Linked DNA regions of Mus musculus: all the other regions are linked to region 1. A link is a contact called in public HiCAR-type and promoter capture Hi-C data. All regions are on one chromosome and are shown on one strand. The core of a region is the stretch at or near the end of the contact, and the rest is flanking DNA. Distances in the headings are between cores, read along the strand shown. Region 1 holds the start of Uck1 (uridine-cytidine kinase 1). Region 2 holds the start of Coq4 (coenzyme Q4). Region 3 holds the start of Urm1 (ubiquitin related modifier 1). Region 4 holds the start of 2600006K01Rik (a long non-coding RNA gene). Region 5 holds the start of Set (SET nuclear oncogene). Region 6 holds the start of Zer1 (zyg-11 related, cell cycle regulator). Region 7 holds the start of Spout1 (SPOUT domain containing methyltransferase 1).

Region 1 (2,858 bases), core at 221-2,720:
TGTTCATCGCCTGACTCTCACAAGCCTGTCTGAAGCTGTTCCTTCAAAACGAGCAATCCTTTTCTCTCAGTCTTTCCTTCCAGGCTCCCACTCTGGCCCAGGCCATCTAGAGACTTATGATAGAAAAGTCTGGTACAAATTAAAACAGGCCTGGATGAGGCTGGGTCTTTCAGGAGCTCTGGCCACTCCATGGTTGTCTTAAGGCCTCAACCAAGTGCTTCAAGTCTGTGCTGACATAAAAGCAGTTGGGCTGGTGGACTGGCAGCACCTCTGCTCGAGGCAGGCAGCAAGACTGGAGAGTCCAGCAGCGTCCAGGTAAGTGCTCCACCCCATTTCTCAACCCCCTAAGTATTCATAGCAAATGAACGTCAGGAGCAATCAATGCTCACAGGAAGAATTGAAGACCAGGCATGATGGCGCACGCCTTTATTCTTAGTACTCAGGAGGCAGAAGCAGGAGGTCTCTCACTGTGAGTTCAGAGCCATTCGTATCTCCTTTGCAAGTTCTAGGCCAGCTTGGGCTACGCAATGAGACATTTGTCATAAAGAAAGCAAAACAACAACAACAACAACAACAGAATTTAAAAGCCAGGTTGTTGGAGTTGGAGTGAGAGTTGGAGTGACTGCTCTTCCAGAAGCCTAGTTTCAATTCCCAGTACCTACTGGTAGCTTTTAACTGTTAGAAAGTTCACTACCAGAGGGAACCGACTCCCTCTTCTGGTCGCTGTGGGAACTCCAAGCATGTGGTACAAAAACACGGGCACGTAAAACAGCCATACATATAAAGTAAAGTGGAAAAAAAAAAAAGTGTACTGCTCTTGCATAGGACCAGAGTTCAGTTCCCAGCATTTAAAATGGGCAGCTCACAACTGCCTGTAACTACAGCCTTATGGGGATCTGACACTCCCCAGGCACTTCAGTCATGTGCACAGACCCATAACACACACACAAGCACATATAAATAAAATTATTATAAATATTTCCTTTTTTTAAAAAGCCAGGCATGGTGGTACATGCTTGTTACTCCCACCCTCAGAAGGCTGAGGCAGGAGAATGTTTGGGGCCAGCCTGGGCTTCAGAGTACCAGACAGCAAGGGCTATGCGGTAAGAATCTGTCTAAAAATCAAGAGATTTTAACAGATTCATAGATACTTAAATAATGCGCCAGGGAGAGGGAGGTCTTCCTAAGTGTCTCAGGATGACACGTTCTCACGTGGCAGGAGGCACTGATGGGGTTAAGCATAAGGCAGGGACGGTCCTAACCCTGTGGGTGACAGGATCTCGGCTGTGCTAGGGAAATAGGGGTCAGTGGGCTGGAGACCTTGGTCTAGTCCAGCACTTGAGTGTGCGTCTCGTCGGGAGGTGGAGCCCCATCCAGGCCCCGCCTCCAGGTAAAGGGGTCATTCTGGAGTCACTGAGGCTCTTCAGGGACACGGCCTTGAGTGCCGCGCCTCATGCGCGCATGCGCTCATGTCCCCGGAAGCGATGCGCACAGCATCCGTCACTACGTCCAGGCGGGAGCGGGCAGAGTCGGTGAATGTATGTCCGTCGCTCCGGATATGGCTTCGGCGGGAGGCGGCGGCTCGGAGAGCGCCGCGCCCGAGGCCGATCGTCCCCAGCCGCGGCCGTTCCTCATCGGCGTGAGCGGCGGCACCGCTAGTGGCAAGGTGAGCGCCCTGCGCCTGGGCCTCGCGGAGGGATTGCCAGGCCGCTGGTTGGGGCGCCATTGCCTCTGGCCCAACCGCGGCACCTGTTGCTAGCAGCTAAGGGGGTCGTCCCCAGGGGCTGGCGGGTCACTCAGTGCACAAGCTCACTTTTGGCACCTTCTGTCCCCAGTCAACAGTGTGTGAGAAGATCATGGAGCTGCTGGGACAGAACGAAGTGGACCGCCGGCAGCGCAAGTTGGTCATCCTGAGCCAGGACTGCTTCTACAAGGTTCTGACGGCCGAGCAGAAGGCCAAGGCTTTGAAGGGACAGTACAATTTTGACCACCCAGGTACCTGGAGAATGTCTGCCTGGAGAGCTGGGGGTAGAGGATAAACTGCTGTGAGATATGGGCTCTACAGAGATTGCAGACTGCCAGACAGATACAGAGATGTGTATGGATGCAGACTGCTGGACCAGGGCTGTAGGAGATGTTTGTTGGATGCAGACTGCCACCGAGGCTGTCCAGGGATGTGTACATAGGATGCAAAGTGCCAGACTGAGGCTGTCCAGAGAGAACTGCTGGACACCAACTGCCAAGGGGGGCGGGGATTGAATGCAGCAGCAATGGGGCTCCGTGAAACATTACCCTCATTTCCCTTGGTAGTGGGCCCACAGAAAGGTAGGGTTTGCTGAATTCCATGAGCCTGGAGTGACTCAAGATTTTTGCTAGAGCCACTTAGGAAGGAGGAGCCAGGAGATGTTGAGGATCGCTTCTTGATGTGTTGAAATCTCTGCCTGGCACCTTGTTGCTGAGGAGCCCTTTGTACACCCTACCTACCGCCTGCCTGACCTTTGGATTCCCCAAGCTGTCTCGGGGCAGTCAGTCTTCAGGGAGGCCAGTTGTAGAAACAGAGGTTAATCTGGGGCTCAGGCCTTGGAGCTTCCTGGCCTGGTAGGGGCCTGTGTTCCTGAAGGTTTAAGCTTTCCTAGGGACTCCTGAAGGTCAGAGAATAGGACTCTTAACTTTGTTTTGCCAGATACAGAGGAGCAGAGGCTCAAATGATCTCTTTCCCCCAGTGTCAGCCAATCAGAAAGTCTTTGTTCCAGTTTCTGGTGGGACAACCTTACCCTTCATCCTGGGGTGTGCTGTGGGGTCCTCAGCACCCCTGGCTCCCAGCTGCGCTGCCCTTGGGCAGAGGTGGTCCTCCTCCT
Region 2 (2,858 bases), core at 233-2,732, 2.5 Mb after region 1:
CACAGAGAAACCCTGTCTTGAAAAAACCAAAGCCAAACAAACAAAAAGAAGCTGATCTTGAACTGTTTCAGCAAAGAAAATCCTGAAGATCATGGCCCTTACCAAGTTTACTTACTACCCAGTGAGAATGCTGTAATTTGGTGTGTACCTGGTCATTCAGCCCAGAGATTAATATGCTAGGGTGACACTCTTCCAAGAATTACAAAAAGGCAGACTTGTAGACTTCACGTTTCTTTCTTCCTCTCCTCCCTGTGCCCAGAAGACCCAAAACAGTTCTAGCTAGAATCAGGCACCTGATTATCATAAACGATCCTGGGAAATATGATAGGCGCAGCCAGGTTTGGATGCCCACAAACCAAGTCTTCACCGGTCCCAGCTTTCGAGACCGAAGAGTAAACCGTCTTACCGTGGCGATAGGGGTTGTAGAGAGCCATTCCCGCCGCGCCCGCAGCCAGCAGCATCTTTTGCAGCGGGGTGGTTGGGATGTGGTCCGGGTACAGCAGGCGGGCGCCATGGCTCCCGGCCCTGAGGGGTACATCTGCGAGCAGAAAAGAGGTAAAGGTGAGAGGAGTCCGGTCCCTCTGGTCGCCGCGGACACTGGAATCAGAGCTGCTCACCTACAGCTGGCCGCGTACGGGGCCGAAGACTGCGGTGGAGGCGCAGGGAGCGAAGCAGCAGCAGGGTCGCCATGGCAGCGGACGTCCGCGTGGTTAGGCGGGGCTCCGCAGGTACTACGGAGGCCCGAGAAGTCAAAAGACTCCTGGGACACTGCACTCACTGTGGCTTTTTGATCGGAGATGTTGTAATATGGACAGGAGCATGAGAAGGAAAGCCACAAGATCTGTTTGCCACTGAAGTAAAACAACTGCTGTGAGCCAGGCGTTATTTATAACGTAGGCCTGTCAACCCAGCATTTGAAACCTGGAGGCCGTAGGATCAGTTCGAGATCCTTCTTGGCTATTTCTTAAGTACGAAGGCAGTACTAGAGACCTTGTCTCAAAAACCAAGCCTGATGTGAATTACTCGTCACTCCAGATCTTGGAAAAGTGGAGACAGAAAAGTAATGAATTCTCGGCAACTTAGCAAGTTTGAGGGCAGCCTGGGATATATGAGAAACAAACAAACAAAAAACTCCTGAAAAGAATTCAAAAATAACATAACCGAGAATTCGGTTGCTCGATATCCGGCCCTATTTTCTTCTCCATCTCTTATTTCCCCCCCGGAGGGCAATAAGAAAAGAACCTCTTCCTGCCAAGGAAACAAGGCGGCTACCTACAGTAGGGACCACATTTGGGAAAGGACCACGCAGCACTTCCGCCCGCATCCCCGCTTCTGGATGATGTTGAACCGCTGAGTTCCAGCCATGGGTTCTTCTGGCCTAGCTCGGCTGCAGGGGCTCTTCGCTGTCTATAAACCTCCGGGGCTGAAGTGGCTGCACTTGCGTGAGACCGTGGAGTTGCAACTGCTTAAAGGTGAGAACTCCGACGCGGACCCACGGTTTTGCTTTAGTTCTTTCTGATGTGGAGTGAGGTCACGTGGTTCGTTTGCCGGGTTGTAGCTGTTTCTTGTTTGTTTGTTTTTTTTCTCTTGTACACATTTCGTTACTACCCACTCTCCGCTATTTTCCTTTAGAGAAATTCATTCTATAGTGTTGGGTTTTTTTTCGCGGTTTCTGTTACAGAGTTAGAATTTGAACTTTTTTTTTTTTTTTTTTTTTTTTTGCCTTTTGAGACAGGGTCTTTTCTAATTAATCCGACCTTGAAATCAGTGAGGCACTGAGAATTCTGACTCTCCTGACTCCACCTGCCAGATGCTGGGATCACAAGCGTGACCACCACCCCGACCCTCAAACACCAATTTTTTTCTTTGCCTTTTTTTCCTTTCTTTTATTTTCTTAAAAACTGTCATGTAGCCTCAAATTTGCTATGTAAGATGAAGATAACCTTGAACTTTTGACTGTCCTGCCTTCACTACCCAAGGTCTTAGACTACATCTGTGTAGTACCACCTCCCATTAGGGTGCTGGGGATGGAACCCGGGGCGTCTTGCGTATTGTGCAAACACTCCATGAATTGAGCTACACTTCCAACCTAGGATTTTTGTTTTGTTTGTTTGTTCTTCACTTTTTAGAGAATGGTTTCTCTGTATACCCCTGGCTGCCCTGGAAATAACTCTGTAGATCAGTCAGGCCTTGAATTCAGAGATAGGCCCGCCTCTTGCCTCCCCAGTGCTGGAATTAATGATACCTGGCTTCTGAAGGAGTCATAGTACGTTTTCTACGATACACAAATCCATCTTCTATGCTACCATCTCTCTACCCCTTCTCTTGCGGGTTGGAAAAGTACTGACTGTGTTCTTTTGTGCTTAGGTCTCAATGCCCAGCAGCCTCCTGCTCCTGATCAGCGTGTTCGCTTCTTGCTAGGCCCTGTGGAAGGCAGTGAAGAGAAGAAGTTGACTCTCAGAGCCACCAATGTACCCTCCCTCACCACCCACAGACTTGGTAAGGCAGAGTCAGACAGGACCCTGGCCGTGATGTTAGAGGAAATCCCTGGCCTGAGTTAGATTTCTAGCCCAGGGTTTGGCAAACTTCCCTAGAGAGGGAAGATTTTAAACAGCTTCTGCCTACAGCCTTGTGTTTTCCTTGGCTCTGCTCCTCTTTGCTATTGTAATGCAAAGCATCTCTAGACTGTAGGAAAGGAGAGAACCTTCTTGTATTTTAGTCAAGACTGGAGTGCAGCCACATGGTTGTGGTGCACGCCTTTAATCCCAGCTCTTGGGAGGCAGAGGCAGGCGGATTTCTGAGTTTGAGGCCAGTCTGGTCTACAAAGTGAGTTCCAGGACAGCCAGGGCTATACAGAG
Region 3 (2,858 bases), core at 202-2,701, 2.4 Mb after region 1:
AGGAAGTCCCCTCATAGCCCAGTTTGGGAGGTGGGAGGATACCGTGTTAGCTGGGCTAAGGTTCGAAGAGGTAAAGCAGTCAGGAAGCCAGACCAACCTAATTGGATCCAAGCAGCAAGACAATATCATCAATTAAACTGCACTTAACATTCATGAGACTACTCCCTTCCAAGGGACAGAAATGCTGAACACTGCAGGGACTAGACAGAGTGCTATTTATCTTTGTATCCTTGGTGTCTGGCTCACTGCCTGGCACATGGTAGGCACTCAATAAATGACTGGTGAATGAACTGCCTAGTGAAGGGACAACATGAAAGGAATGGGGGGCATCCAAGGCGAAGAAAGGCATTTGGAAGGAATTTTACATCTCTCTCTACCCTTGAGTTTCCCTTCACTTCAACCTTGGCTTCTTCATCTACACACACACACACAAACACACACACACCCCTAGCTTTTCCATAAGATTCTAGAAACCAACCACCCATCTCTAGAAGCCTCAGTTCTTTGTTCTCAGCTTCCGAAGAAGTCTGTCTTCTGCAGGTTTTGAAACCATGACAAGCATTCTGTGTGTTGGAAGAACACAATGGTGATTTGAGACAATCTTCACTTTTCCCCGTGTTCCTTCAAGTAGTGATGTGTACCCGGATTCTGAACCTTTTCACAGTAAGGATAATATACTACCAATGTTAGTCACTCCCTCCGTGGCAGCTTATTTACCCCGGTAGCTCCTCTGGACTCTGCAGAAGACACTTACCAAACTACTTTGCAAAAGATTAAAATCTAATTAAAACTCCAAGGTATGCCGGGCGGTGGTGGCCCACGCCTTTAATCCCAGGACTTGGGAGGCAGAGACAGGCGGATTTCTGTGTTCGAGGTCAGCCTGATCTACAGAGTGAGTTCCAGGACAGCCAAACAGAGAGGACCCCTGTCTCGAAAACACACACACACACACACACACACACAAGGTTTGAGAAAGAGGAAGGTCCTGTCTTGGCCAAGACTTCCCCTAGGAAGGCACTAGGCGGGAAGACAGAACTGAGATTATTCAGCAGGGTTCGTCTCTACTCGTGCGCTCCCCTTAGAAGCTCAAAAACCAGACAAGGCGAGTCGGGCTCGGAATGGCACGGGTGAAACATGCCGGAAGACCGCCTGCTCACTGTCAATGCCTCCCAGTCCTACATGATACAGAGCAAGGCGAAGGATTCCAAACGCATCTCCCTACCCGTGTGTGCGCCTCAACTCTCGGACTCACGGCCTCGTCACCCACAGAGACCGCGTCAGTCAGAGGCCAGGGGATTATCCCGGCTCTCGGAGGGCGACACAGCCTCGGCAGGCCAAGAGAGGTCCGGAATTCCGAGCCTTATGGCTTCGCTCCATCCCCAAGGCGCCCCAGATCTCACTCACCCGAACTCCACCTTCACACATAAGGGCGCCGCCATGTTTAGGAAACCAAACTAGCAGGACACGCCCTTTAACTTCCGGAGCGCCCGTTTATTTCCGGTCGCCACCAGGAAGCGTAAACGGAAGAGGCGGTACGGGGTGGGGCGAAATCCGTTCGTTACTGCTCAGCTATTGGACGAAGGCACCCGCTCAGTGGGCTGCGGAATTGATTGTCTACATTATTTGCGGACCTGGCCAAAAAAAAAAAAAAAAAAACCGAGCAGGAAGGGACTTCCTGAAGAAAGACGTCTAAGGGGAAATTCATCAGCATCCGATGACATGATTGTGAGCCACGTACTGTTGATCTTTCATTGGCTACAAATCTGTTTTTAAGCCACGCATGGTGGCACACGCCGTTAATCCTAGCCCTCAGAAAGGCAGAGACGGTGGATTATGTGAGTGCCAGGCCAGCCTGATCTACGTAGGGAATTACAGGACACCCAGGGTTCAAAAACAAAACAAAACCAAAAACAACAAAGAACCCACAAACAAGAACCCTGTCAACCCAGCTAACATCGCTTAAGGGAGTAAAACGAGGTAACTCCAAATTCTTGTTTCTGACCCTGTTGTCTCTCTCCGGAGCTGCCATCTTACTATGCAAACATCTGTGTCAGATGATGAATTGTATGTCTTCTACTCCACGGTTACTGAGTTAACAATGTGTCTGGCAGATTGGTCCTGTGGAGAGTCAGTAATAACGGCTGTAACTGAAGTTCTTGTCTCTAGGTCTCTCCGTGTAGCAGGGAGACGGGGAGACAGCCGTAATCAAATGTACAAACCATGCTAATAAATGTGAAATCCTAAACTGAAATAAATTTTCCGATGTTAGAAAATTAGAATTATAGAGATTTGTGAAAAAAACGCTAGGGCTGTGGAGATGGCTCATCTGATAAAGTACTTGCTGGGCAAGTGTAAAGATCAAAGATAAGATCCCCAACCCAAGTGAAATGATGGTTAGCATGGCAATACCAGAGCTAGGGAGGTGACGATGGCTTCCTCAGGGCAAGCTGGCAACCTACACTAGCCAATGAGCAAGCTCTGAGTTCCAGAAAGACCCTGCCTCAATACATAAAATAGTGGACTACAGAGATGGCCCAGAGGTTAATAGCACTAGCTACTATTCTAGAGAACCCAGGGTTGGTTCCCAGCACCCACATGGCAGTCCTCAACTTTAACTCCAGTTCCAGTTACATATATTCAGGCAAAAACCAGTACACTGAACCGGATGGTGGTGGCACATGCCTTAAATCCCAGCACTTGGGAGGCAGAGGCAGATGGATTTCTGAGTTCGAGGCCAGCCTAGTCTACAAAGTGAGTTCCAGGACAGCCAGGGTTACACAGAGAAACCCTGTCTAGAAAAACAAACAAAAAACAAAAACAGTACACTGAAAAATATAAATCATATATATATTGGAGAA
Region 4 (2,858 bases), core at 92-2,591, 2.4 Mb after region 1:
GGCCAGACTGGTCTACAGCATGAGTTCCAGGACAGTCGGGATTACACAGAGAAACCCTGTCTCGAAAACCCAGTGAGCAAACATAACAAAAATATTGGAAAAAAATTCTATTCTGAGCTCTAATCCAGGGATCCAGGCTCAGTTTATACTCTTGGCATACAAAAGCTCAGGAATCTAGGAACAGCATATAACCTAAGACCTGTACAAGGAGCCAGGCTTAGTATCTAGTGTGAGCTTAAATACAGGGGTCTCAGCTCAGTCTTCAGAAGATCTGTCCTATAGACAGTTTGGTTATAACCAGACTTTATTGGAAGCAGGTCCTGAGGCCTCCCCCATACTCTGTAGCCAGGCTTTCTTACCAGGATGTAGTCAGCTCCCCAGTCCCTGGCAAAGGCCAGTGCTTCCTGCCTCAGCTCCATCAAAAACTGATGCCGTTCTTTGGTCCAGTGCTTGGGACCCTGTTCATCTGGGTAGGACCTGAAGTGGAGAAAGGTGAAATGCTCTCTTGAGAGAGGGGCCTCTCGTTCTCTGCATAGAATAGACATGCGTGCTCTGGGGGCTGTGCCCTGGGGAATAGCTGTTCACCATCTTCCAGTACCCTTGCCCTCGGTTAACCACCTGGCCTCCTCCTCAGGCTTCCAGACGACAGTCGCATAGTCCCGACCCACAGCAGCCAGCCATTCCCGGAGCATCCCTGTGGTGTTGTCCATGTTGTGATCTGTGGCACACCTGTGAGCACAACACAGAATGACTGTCCTGAGAGCGATGGGGCAGAGTTGTGCGCTCCAGTGGAGGTGCTGGAGGATGTCCTGTGTAGCCTCAGGCAAGGTCCATGCCTCTCTGTGCTTCACGTCTGTCCTTCTAATTTTGTGCATTGTACTGTGGGAATTGAACCCAGAGACTTGTACACATCAAGCAAGCCCCTGACCCCTGAGCCATCCTCGGCCTGAGTGCACTTGAAAAGTCCCTTGAGCTTAAAGATTGCACCTGCCACGTCCCTTCACTTCCGTCCCTCTTCATGGCTCCACACATCAGGCCTTTTCCAGCTCAGAATCAGACAAAACAGTCATTGCCTTTCTCTCCTTACCTAACTCCCCCCAGCTGTAATTAGGCTCACACCATGCTCCGACAACCCCTGAGAAGTGTTAGTGGTGATCCAAGTTCTGTTACCATGGAGCACAGCTTTCCCTCTGCTGGGGAGGGGGCTCTAGTAATGGAGGTGGAAGGCTTAGCCAAGAGCCCAGGTTTTAGGCGATGCTGTTCCTTTAAGCCAATTCCCCAGAACTACGTGTCAAGTCTTACAGGGGTGGGAACTAACTAACTCCCCAAGTGTGGTGGCTGTGGGCAGCCTCCCCAGGCCACAGCTCCACCCCAGCCCAACTTTGGTGTGCTGTGAGGAGTACTCTATCTCCAGCCTCTGCTCAGGCTCCTCCCTGTTTTGACTTTTTTAGACAGGGTACTGCAACCTCTGATCCCAGCGTCCCATGAGACCACACCCTTGGCTATCAGAACCAGCCAGCCCCTCTCTCTACCCAGAGAAGCTTAGCAGTACCACTCAGAAGGGCACCCGAGCATGCCGCCTGGAGCTGAGGGTTCCCTCCACCTGCTCTCTAGAAACCTCCAGTCTGACTGATCCTTTCTATGCTGGGCCCCAGGGGATTCCAGAGGTTCAGTCTGTTCTACCGCACATCAGGCAGACCACAGGTCTTTACTGCGATGTACTGCCGAGCCCCAAGGGCTAGGTCAGAAAGGACAGGCCTAACTGAAACCCAGGGGAAACCCGGGAAGCCGGGGACGCCCGAGACATGTAGGGAGCCCAAAGGAGGGGTGAGTGTCCCTGGGCTGAACCCTGGCCTCAGAGGTCTATTCTTGCCCCGCGGGGTCTAGGAATACTGTTGAAGGGCTGTCTGGGAGGGAGGAGCTTGTTCGGGTTGTGTCTGGGCAGAAGTAATGAGGCCTCCAGGTCAAAAGCCTTCCTGGGTCCTGGGGCTTGATGCCCATATGCACCCACCCCTGGATCTCTCACCAGAGGGCCAGCCTGGCCCGGGGGTAGTCCAGGCGCTCCAGCGCACCCAGGTAGTGGGGCAGAGAGTGTTCAGCATTGCGGGCCAGGATGGCAAGGACCACGGTGGGTAGCGTCGGCTCTGTGACACTGGCAGCCCGGAGCTGCTGCCCCAACAGGAGCAGCAGAGGTAGGAGCCGCGCAACGTGCATGGCGGGACTCGGTGGCTGTGGAGGGCCCCGGGTTTCCCACCACAGTAGGGAGGGGGCGGGATGGGCGGGGCATGGAGGCGGGGTCTTAGAGGGGCGTGGTTACTGCCTTGGGGCCCCTGCGCCCCTCTTAGGCGCCTGTACGCTCCGCTGTCCTCTTCTCCGCCCAGGCCCTAGAGGTCCAGGGTTAGGCACCTGCTCCAGACGCGTCCTGGGGTCCGCCTTCTCCGTGTGGACCTCGGAAGGCGTTGGCACGGAAGGAAGGATCCGTGGGCCATGGTGGACCGCTTGTACCATGGGCGTTCATCTCACTCCTGGAATACTGACACCCGGGATTCCCGGCTCTCTGCCTCTCAGCCGTGGAGGCTGCAGTCTTCGCGAGGAGCCCAGGTTCCCGCCCCCTGCTCCATCTGAGACGCCCTCTGGCGGCCTGAGGCAGTAACTCCACATACCCAGCAGATGACGCGATGAGTTGGAGAGCAAGCCCAAGCTTGGGGGAGAGGACTGAGTGCAGCTGATCTGGCCACTTCCGCGACCTCGCATCACCTCCGCAGGCTCCGGCCCTTAAAGCAAAGCCCTTCTTTCAATTGCTTTGTTTGTTTGTTTGTTTGTTTGTTTGTTTGTTTCGAGACAGGGTTTCTTCTCTG
Region 5 (2,858 bases), core at 202-2,701, 2.2 Mb after region 1:
GCCAGTGCCAGCTGCCACTTAGTGTGGAAACTAGTCCATGGCCATAAAACAAATTAGGATACTATCAACTGTTATAACTGCTTTAAAAAAATTTAAAGTGCTCTCAATTTGTTATGATTATCAATATACACCGACAAAGACCAGTTAGTCACCAAACTTCCCGGAGTCGTCTTCTCAGACTTAGAATGTAAACCTGACCTTACTCCTTCAACCCATTCTTGATGAGATTGGTCATCATATACGGCCGTGCAGTATTTCAGGACACTTCGTGGGAAAACCCTACTCAAAAACTTGGAGCCATAAAAAGGAGAGGGGGTGTGCTCCTATTTCGTGCCCTTTTGTCCGAGGGTTGTGAAGGCTTTTACAAAGCCAAGTGGGCGTGAAGGGGCCCGATCGCGCGTCTCATTTCCGGTAACCAGCCCGGGCTCTGCAGCTGTCCTGGGCTCGAAACGACCCTCCAGGCGAGGGCTAGGCGTCCTAAAGGCCCCTGAAGCCCCTGCATCATACGGCCTCGGGGCCAGATTCCTCGCACCCCCGGCGCGCCCGAGTGTGGCTGCCCCACGTGGGGTGCGCAACCCGCGCAGCCTGGAGCATCCTCCCGCCGGCTCCGCGCCCCTACCCCGCCCCAAACCCCGGTTCCCGGTTCCGCGGTAGCGCCGGCTCAGGGCGGGAAGCAGGGCGGCACTAGAGGCCCGGCCGCAAGGCTGCGTCCGGCCGCACCATGTGGCGGCGGTGGCGGCTGATGGGAGCGAGGCATCATGGCGGAGCACAATAAAGAGAGGCTTCTCGGGAGGGAGGGAGGGGGAGGAGAGCGCGGGCGGGGGGAAGGGGGGGTCTCCGCCCGCCGCGCAGGCCGCAGCGCCCCCGCCTCGGCCGCACCGCTCACCGCCACGGCGCCACCCCGGCCCCCCGGTCCCGGGCCGCACACAAAAAAGGCGCCGGCTCTCCGGCCCCCGCGCGCCCCCCGCAGCCCCGCGGTCCGGGCCGAAAGATGGCGGCGCGGCCGGGCCCCCGCCGCGCCCGGTCCTCACCTGAGGTCTCGTCGGCCCCGTCGTGATTGGAGTTGAGCTCCTTTTTACTGGCTTTGGCCGTCGGCGCAGACATGGTGCCCTCCGCGATCGGGGCGGGGAGCGGGGAGGGGGAGCGAAGGGACGGCCAAGGGGGCGGCCAGCGGCTTCCCCTCACGCCACACGCGCGGCGCCCGCTCGCTCCGGCCGCCTCCTCCCGGCGCTCACTTGCCTGCCCTCCCCCTGGCTGCCTGGCACTGCCCGCGGGGCCTGACGCGGAGGCAGGCCCGGGCGCGTTGTGGCGAGCCCCCGGCCGGGGCTCTCGCTGAAGGCGGGGAGGCGGCGGCGGCTCGGCTGGGCTCCTCGACTCGCGCCCCGCGCTCCGGCTCGCTTCTGGATTGCCCTGAGCCGCCTCCTCCTCCTCCTCCACCTCCTCCACCACCACCTCCTCCTCTTCCCGGCGAGGGGCAGGCCGCAGAGCGCAGGCGCGCCGGGCCTGCGCAAGTCCCGCCCCCGGCCGGAGAGGCTCGCGCCGTACAGCGATTGGCCGCGGCCGCGGGGCAGGGGGCGGGGCCGTGGCGGGTGGCGGCGGCGGCGGTGGGGACACTGGGGCCTGGACGAGAGGCGGGAGGAAGCGGCTCAGCGACGCATGGTCCTGCCCCCGCGCGGTGCTCCCCTCCCCCGCTCTCCCCTTCTCCAGCCGACCCGGGACATTTGCGCGCCGCGCGGTGACTTGAGAGGCGGGGCCTCCGTTCCCCAATACTCCATCACGTGGTGGCTCAGTGGCTTCCCTTAGCGGGGCGGCTGGGGGCTCTGGAGAGGGGGCGCGCGCAGCCCCTCAAAAGTACAGGCCTTAGGAGTACCCTGGCTACAATCAGGCGCCTGAGTTCTGCACCCGGGCACCTTCATTTTTTTCTAGATGGAGAAGCTGGGGACTCAAACTCTAGGCTGCTGTGCAGAGCCACACGCAAGCAGTTCCTCTATCCAGTTTACACGCGGGACCGGGTTTATGCATGGGCCAATTCAAGCCTCTGCCCTCGGTTCTGAATTTTTAAAAATCTGTTACATATTCACACTCAAAAGAACCACAGGAAAGTTCTCTGACTGTAGGAAGGACCTTTCTGCCACAGGTCCTTCTGCTCAACTTCGTACAGGTGTCCTGATCTCAGTGGTGAGGGAAGCACATTTTTGGTGATGACAAATGGGGAAATGTTTAAAAGTCAAAGGCTAAAACAGTAAAACAAACAAACAAACAAACAAAAACAGCTTTAGATTATTAAAAAGTCCTTAAGCACTATGTCGGAGGGATTTAATGGTTAAACACTGTTTTTCAGGACTTGAAAAGATAGTTCTCTGTCTACCTGGATCCCAACACGTGGTCCTGGAAATCCAGAAAGCTCTCTACCTGGTTCCTCTACCACTAGAGCTTGAACTATCCATACTCTCAGTATTCCCGTTTTATTATCAGCTCTTATACATAAAGCAATGTGGCTTTAAGTCAAGTCATTCATGGTGGGTAGACAATAAATGTAAAATACATCATATATATATATATATATATATATATATATATATATATATATATATATATATATATATACAGTCCATGGTGAGAGAATACAAATGTGCTCCTCCAAGTTTCCATCTCAACTCCAGGAAATTCAGCTAGGCCTTCCTGGTGGTGCACCTTATGCTCAAGTCGGTGAATTAATTGCACTCATCTGTTGCAATTGGTAAGCTTAAATCTGGCGACAACCTCTAAGGACCTCTAACCCACACAGCTCCCAAGCCTAGAGACCTCCAACACAGGCAACTGTGGACAGGCTTCTTAAAGAGGGAACGGTCTGACAA
Region 6 (2,858 bases), core at 187-2,686, 2.1 Mb after region 1:
TTTTTATTCTTTTCTCTGGCAGGGAGGGTCTTAGTGAATCTGGTTAGTTTCAGGGACTTCCTGAACCTATTTTGAGTTATTTACCTTCCTACTTAAGGTATCTACTTTCTCTTTTCTTTTATTTTTTCTCCTTTTCTTGTTTTGTTTTTTGTTTTAGAGACATGGTTATTTTGTGTAGTTTTGGCTGTCATGGAACTAGCTTAAACTAACGGAATCTGCCTATCTCTGCTTCCTGAGTGCTAAGATTAAGGTGTATGTATAGTATTTTGTGTGTGTGTGTGCGCGCGCTCAATGATAGAATTCCTGTCTGCCACAGGACCTGGGTTTGAGCCTCCACATCCCCTCCCTTCTTTCTCTCTAACCTCACTCCAGGGCATTCCTTAAGCAAAAAGTGTTGTTAGTTTACCAGATGTGGAGGGCAGTAAGAAAAATGTTTAAGCCTACTGCCTGATTGTTTGAGCTTAGAATGACAGAGATGCAAAGAGCCCACACTGATTTCAACTGTGAACGTTCTGGACAGGAGACCAGAAGGAAACAATTTACTGAGGGACTGGGTAAGGAGAGAAGGTAGATGAAAAGTCTGGATGCCCTGATTGTGAGACTGCAGAAGGAACGAAGGGATTTGTGTTCGGAGGCTATGGTAGAAATCAAGAGAAGAAATGGTGATGGGGCCAGTGAGATGGCCCAGCATGTAAGGGTGCTTGGTACAAGCATGGTGAGGACTGAATTTGATCCCTGAAACCAACGTGGCTGGTGTAGAGAACCCTCTCCAGCCAACAGTGCTCTGATCTCCTGCACATGTGCATATGCATGCACACATATAAATAAATGGGAAAAAAATCTTAAAATGAAAAGGAAGTATAGACCAGAGAGCTTGTTCGGTTCCTACGTTTGTGGGGCTTACAACTACCTGTAACTTCAGCTTCATGGGCTCCGGGGCTATTGTCCTCAGCAGGCAGCTGCCGTCACGTGCATAAGCACATATACACTTATGTACATAATTAAAATAATATTTTTGAAAGATAAAATGATGGACAGTAGGGCACTATTGGAGGAAGAGAGAAACAACTGTTAAGAGATCCTTGGTGACTAGAAGAAAACGCAGTGGCCAAGAACAGCCTCACTCCTGCTATCTGACAGCTCCTGGGTGAATGGCCCTTTTCGTGAAGGAAAGAAGGAGGAGCACATTTTGAGGGGCAATGTGGTGGCTGCTTAGAGACCGCCCAAAAGACGTCGGGTTGGGCACCGGGTGAGTCAGCACTAACTAGGTAAGATGGAGTCAATCCTGTCCTGAACCTGCTCCTGCGAGTTAGCCCCTCGCTAGAAGGAACCCTGGAAGCTAACGTGGAGACTGGGGCCTCAGCTTGGGCAGGAGCAGCCCAGAGAACCCGGAACCTTCAGCCGCCTCCGCCCACGTTCGCGGCGGGACAAGACGAGAGAACCCCTCCTCTGCTGCTAAGGGGCGGCCCGGAAGTGACGCTTTGTTGACAGCACACCCGCAGCCACAGGCTCTCCAAGCCTTCGGAACAGGATCGGGGGGAGGGGCTGGGCCCGGAGCCAAGCAGCCGGCGGCCCGAGGGCAAGGGAACGGCCTCCGTCCGGGGCTCCGGTCGCAGCATTCCCGCCCTGCCCCGCCCCGCCCCGCCGACCCGGACCCGGACCGGATCCGACCTCCTGCGGCGCTTTGGCCGCCGATTCCCCCGGGCCGCAGCCTCCGCTTGTAAGCCTGCGAAGCATCCTGTCTCCCCGTTGAGGGCCGCCCCCTCCTAGGGTACGTCCTAAATGCCGAGCCAAGAGACGTACCTGCATCCTTTTCTTCACCCTGTCTCAGGGTCTAAGCATTGTCGCTGCGACTCCTTGCAGAGGTCCACCACAGGCTAGTGGTGGGATGGCGCTCGTCGCCTGCCACCCAGGTCTGAGGATTTTGCCTTGAAAATTGAGCTCTCTCTAGAATGAGAACGACGCTCGCCCTTGCAAAATGGGGGCTCAACGTAGGGCTTAGGAGGCCAGCCTCTGCCCCTCCTACCTGTTGGATGAGTTTAGGTCTTCTCCCAACCCCCGAAGCCGTGCTACTTAAAAGCTTAGGGATGGCTTGGCTCCTGGATCAGCTCCCAAAATGCGATGCCAAGGTACAAGATAGTGCAACAGGGTCGGAAAAGAGCGGGTGGGCTTGCTGAAGATCAATGGCTCCCATAGGTGAGGTGAAACTAAAACTGACCGCTCTGGCTAGCTCTGGGTAGATTTAGCTGCTCTTTAACCAGTCAAAGCTTCCCCGGGTTTGCTTGTGCCTTGTGTGTATGACAGAGACGGGAGGGGGAGCAGAGGGTTGGGGGTAGTGGTGCCTAATGCCTGGGAAAAGCTAACTCAATGATGTTTCTGACAGAATGGTTCTCTACAGGCTTCAAGTTAGAGTGACCGGTGGAGATAGCATTGAAAGGGGGGTCACAGAAGCTATGCTTTGACCAAGAGGTTCTTGTTAGGTATGAAGGGTCGATGTGCTTTGCCTTATTCAGTAAATAAACGTACAACATGTTTGATAGTAATAGGTGTCACGAAGCAGAGACTGGGACCTCTGTATAGAATGGTCAGGGAAGGTCTCTAATGAGGTTTCTGTCTGAGCAGAGATGAGTGAGGTAGAAAGTCATTACAGCTTTCTGGGGGCTCAGCATTCAGCAGCAGGCGCAAAGATCCTGTGGTGGCAAGAGAACCCGCTTGGGTCTGAATGAAGGAGGCAGAGTGGGTGGCAAGGAAATCAAGTGAGAAGAAATAACCGCAGGGAACATATTAGGGACTGGCTTGTGATGCAGGGTTGATTTGTAATTTTTGAAATGTTGGAGAAGAATCAATTGTCTGAGGTG
Region 7 (2,858 bases), core at 154-2,653, 2.1 Mb after region 1:
TAATATAAAACTATCAGGCAGAAAAGTTTTTTGGGGAGGAACCTGTTGGTGTTCTGGGTTATACAGGAGAGCAAAGAAAAGGAGACACTGCAGGACCTGTTAGGCTTCTCAGCAGCAGGGGCTCATCCTCTCAGGCATTGAACTTCACATATTTACCATTTTGCAGACCCTCCTTACTGTTACACAAAAGGTACTTGTAGCAAGTCAATTTCTGTATACCAAAACCTGCTACCTTATCTAGGCTTCTCTGAAGGAACCCTACCTAAGCAATACTCAGGCATAACCTACATTCCCAGGCATACCTAAGCAAGTCCCAGGAGACATCCTGGTTTGTCAGGTATGTCTCAGGACTAAGTTATGCAAAGGCTCTGAGAATCCTTGGAAGAGCAACCCCATAAAACCTCAGACAACAATCAATAACTTTACAAAAGGCTTCTTCAAACCCTAGGTACAATCCCTCTGGAATTCATGCCAGATACAATGGCTGCTATTATAGCAGCAGCTAAAAGTCTTCTGCAGGGACTTCTTTCAGTCCTATCTTCTCATTCTTTACTTAAAATGATTTTAAAGTAGACACAGAATGTTGATCAGTGATTTGCATGCTGGAGACCTTGGATTTGATCCAGGGCTGCCAAAAATCAATCAATCAATCAATCACAGCACTCAGGTGGTTGATGGAAGATTGAGTTTGAGGTCAGTCCAAGCTACATAGTAAGACCCTGTATCAATTTCTTTTTTAAAAAATTTAAAGTACTACATGCAAACAAATGAATTAAACTGATAAAGAATAAAGTCTGGGGCTGGCAAGATGGCTCAGCGGGTAAGAGCACCAATTGCTCTTCCAAAGGTCCTGAGTTCAAATCCCAGCAACCACATGGTGGCTCACAACCATCCGTAATGAGATCTGATGCCCTCTTCTGGCACGTCTGAAGACAGCTACAGTGTACTTATGTATAATAATAAATAAATCTTTTTAAAAAACCAAAAGAATAAAGTCTGGACGAGGCTGGGAATATAGCTCACTGGTGGAGCACTAAATTTAGCACGCGTCGGGCCTTAGCTGGAGTCCCAGGAAACTGAATGGATAAATAAAAAGAAAGTGCAAATGAACTGGATAAAGGTAGTCTTTTGTAATTTCCAATAGGGTGCCCTTACATAAAACATGGAAGCTAAATATCACCAGGGTACCTAACAATGGAAAGGGCGGCACATGAGCCTTACTGGGTTCGGACAGCGTAGTGCTGCGAACTCGTTGCCCTGGAGACAGGGTACCAACGCAGCAGCCTCCGCACTCGCACGTGGCGTTTCTGAGCTCCGCCTCAGCCTGGCACCCAGGACACGCCCCACTCTCCGCTGGGCCTCTGATTGGGCAGCTCCGCGGAGGTGTGGCCGGAAGAGGCGAGGCTAACTGGCAGGCGCGCGGTGGGCCTGGAAACATGGCGGAGCGCCCGAGGAAGCGTCCGTGTGGTCCGGTATGTGCGGACCGATGGGTTCCGGGCTAGGCCTGGAATCTGCAGCGTGTCACAGTGGTGTCGGCCCGGGTCTTCTGCTCTCTCCTCTCCCCTCGCCCCTCTCCCGTAGCCTGAGCTTGCAGAGTTAGCTGGTCCGATCTACATTCATTCGCGGGGCGACGGTGTCTTGAGTCCTCTCCTGGCTTATTTTCTGATTCCTAGGGCGACTTTATGGCCATACCTGTCTTCCCCTTGTCTCGGTTTCTTCTTTTGCCCAATGGGGATTCATTCCTCAGCTTCCCGGATCTGATCCCAGGCTTTGTGCACGGCGAGTCCCTGTGTACTTCTACCCTGGTTTGAGAGAGTCAGATGGCGGGAGGCCCGATGGGATGCGCCCCTCCTATGTGTGACCGGTCAGCCTCTCAATCTTCCTCCTTACTTGCAGGGTGAACATGGCCAAAGGGTTGAATGGCGAAAATGGAAACAGCAGAGTAAGTAAAAAGCTGAGGCCGGGTTGGGCAAGCGCACTGAGCCCTCCCTTTCCACAAACCAGCTAATGGCCCGACGAGCCCTCTTTGGGTCTCAGTGTATCCAAGTGAGTGGTGGCAGCCTCTCCAGAGCCTAGGCTAGCCCAGCGAGAAGGAACTCTCCTCCCCATGTCAAGTCCTTTCCCTCCAATAATTCTCCAGAAAAAGAGGAGAAAAAGAAGTGGAAGGACCTCAAGATAATGAAGAAACTGGAGCGGCAGCGTGCCCAAGAGGAAGAGGCTAAACGCCAGGAAGAGGAGGAAGAGGCGGCGGCCCAGAGGAGCAACCAAGGTAAGCAGCTGGGTCGTGAGGTAAGTTGAATCTCTGAGCCATGGGGACATGCAAGGGAGGGAAGGTCCACAGCCTGTCAGGCTGACAGGAACATCCCCTGTCCCTGCTAGGACGGCCTTACACTCTGAGTGTGGCCCTGCCAGGCTCCATCCTGGACAATGCCCAGTCACCTGAGCTCCGCACCTACCTGGCTGGCCAGATCGCCAGAGCCTGCACCATCTTCTGTGTGGATGAGATTGTGGTGTTCGATGAGGAGGGCCAAGATACCAAGTGAGAGTCTCTGGGGAGTGGGGAGGACCAGCAGGGGTGGCCATGGCTTTGTCCTGCTCCTTGTCACCTGCCTGGCTGCCTGGAAGGAGCTCTCAAAGGCAGCTGCAGACTCACTTTTTCTCACCCTTGGTGCTAGAGAGTGGACTCAGGGTTTTGCCCATGGTCTGTGCTGAGGCTCAGCACTTGGATGGTTTGGGTTGTGTTTAGCATTTCTTTATGGTGCTTGTGTACAAACACCAGTGTGGTTCTGGAGACCAGAAGGCCACTTGAGCTGAGCAGTGGTGGCACACGCCTTTCATCCCAGCACTCAGGAGGCAGA

What was found. Promoter capture Hi-C pulls out the DNA fragments that hold promoters and counts their contacts. HiCAR-type assays count read pairs that join an accessible place to other places. Capture Hi-C pulls out chosen DNA fragments and counts their contacts.
Region 2: a promoter capture Hi-C map of liver shows a contact between it and region 1, with 3 times the contacts expected there. The contact joins the promoter of Coq4 here to the promoter of Uck1 in region 1. A contact is called at or near these places in 1 of 39 promoter capture datasets (liver) and 2 of 9 other capture datasets (adipose tissue and liver).
Region 3: a contact with region 1 is called in a HiCAR-type map of astrocytes, with 6 times the contacts expected there. The contact joins the promoter of Urm1 here to the promoter of Uck1 in region 1. A contact is called at or near these places in 1 of 39 promoter capture datasets (liver) and 1 of 115 datasets of contacts at active chromatin or transcription factors (astrocytes).
Region 4: a promoter capture Hi-C map of pre-B cells shows a contact between it and region 1, with 4 times the contacts expected there. The contact joins the promoter of 2600006K01Rik here to the promoter of Uck1 in region 1.
Region 5: a promoter capture Hi-C map of pre-B cells shows a contact between it and region 1, with 7 times the contacts expected there. The contact joins the promoter of Set here to the promoter of Uck1 in region 1. A contact is called at or near these places in 2 of 39 promoter capture datasets (erythroid cells and pre-B cells) and 1 of 115 datasets of contacts at active chromatin or transcription factors (embryonic forebrain).
Region 6: a promoter capture Hi-C map of liver shows a contact between it and region 1, with 5 times the contacts expected there. The contact joins the promoter of Zer1 here to the promoter of Uck1 in region 1. A contact is called at or near these places in 2 of 39 promoter capture datasets (liver and pre-B cells), 1 of 484 Hi-C or Micro-C datasets (B cells) and 2 of 115 datasets of contacts at active chromatin or transcription factors (astrocytes and double positive thymocytes).
Region 7: a contact with region 1 is called in a promoter capture Hi-C map of liver, with 6 times the contacts expected there. The contact joins the promoter of Spout1 here to the promoter of Uck1 in region 1. A contact is called at or near these places in 2 of 39 promoter capture datasets (hippocampal neurons and liver) and 1 of 115 datasets of contacts at active chromatin or transcription factors (embryonic forebrain).

What each region holds. Positions count from the first base shown.
Region 1 is chr2:32,258,717-32,261,574 of GRCm38.p6, reverse strand. It overlaps Uck1 (uridine-cytidine kinase 1), which reads left to right and starts at 1,470. Exons shown (of 7, transcript NM_011675.2): 1 at 1,470-1,666; 2 at 1,836-1,995. The coding sequence starts at 1,541.
Region 2 is chr2:29,786,117-29,788,974 of GRCm38.p6, reverse strand. It overlaps Coq4 (coenzyme Q4), which reads right to left and starts at 1,482. Exons shown (of 7, transcript NM_178693.5): 1 at 618-1,482; 2 at 407-538. The coding sequence starts at 690. It overlaps Trub2 (TruB pseudouridine (psi) synthase family member 2), which reads left to right and starts at 1,304. Exons shown (of 8, transcript NM_145520.5): 1 at 1,304-1,472; 2 at 2,368-2,499. The coding sequence starts at 1,364.
Region 3 is chr2:29,825,982-29,828,839 of GRCm38.p6, reverse strand. It overlaps Urm1 (ubiquitin related modifier 1), which reads right to left and starts at 1,451. Exons shown (of 5, transcript NM_026615.4): 1 at 1,405-1,451. The coding sequence starts at 1,439.
Region 4 is chr2:29,868,894-29,871,751 of GRCm38.p6, reverse strand. It overlaps 2600006K01Rik (a long non-coding RNA gene), which reads left to right and starts at 1,341. Exons shown (of 3, transcript XR_003954007.1): 1 at 1,341-2,192; 2 at 2,382-2,858. It overlaps Cercam (cerebral endothelial cell adhesion molecule), which reads right to left and starts at 2,258. Exons shown (of 12, transcript NM_207298.2): 1 at 2,027-2,258; 2 at 619-729; 3 at 360-477. The coding sequence starts at 2,214.
Region 5 is chr2:30,065,067-30,067,924 of GRCm38.p6, reverse strand. It overlaps Set (SET nuclear oncogene), which reads right to left and starts at 1,451. Exons shown (of 8, transcript NM_001204875.1): 1 at 1,032-1,451. The coding sequence starts at 1,104.
Region 6 is chr2:30,123,189-30,126,046 of GRCm38.p6, reverse strand. It overlaps Zer1 (zyg-11 related, cell cycle regulator), which reads left to right and starts at 1,436. Exons shown (of 16, transcript NM_001290503.1): 1 at 1,436-1,771.
Region 7 is chr2:30,177,004-30,179,861 of GRCm38.p6, reverse strand. Spout1 (SPOUT domain containing methyltransferase 1) reads left to right here and starts at 1,403. Exons shown (of 12, transcript NM_172660.4): 1 at 1,403-1,472; 2 at 1,897-1,942; 3 at 2,141-2,269; 4 at 2,380-2,539. The coding sequence starts at 1,437.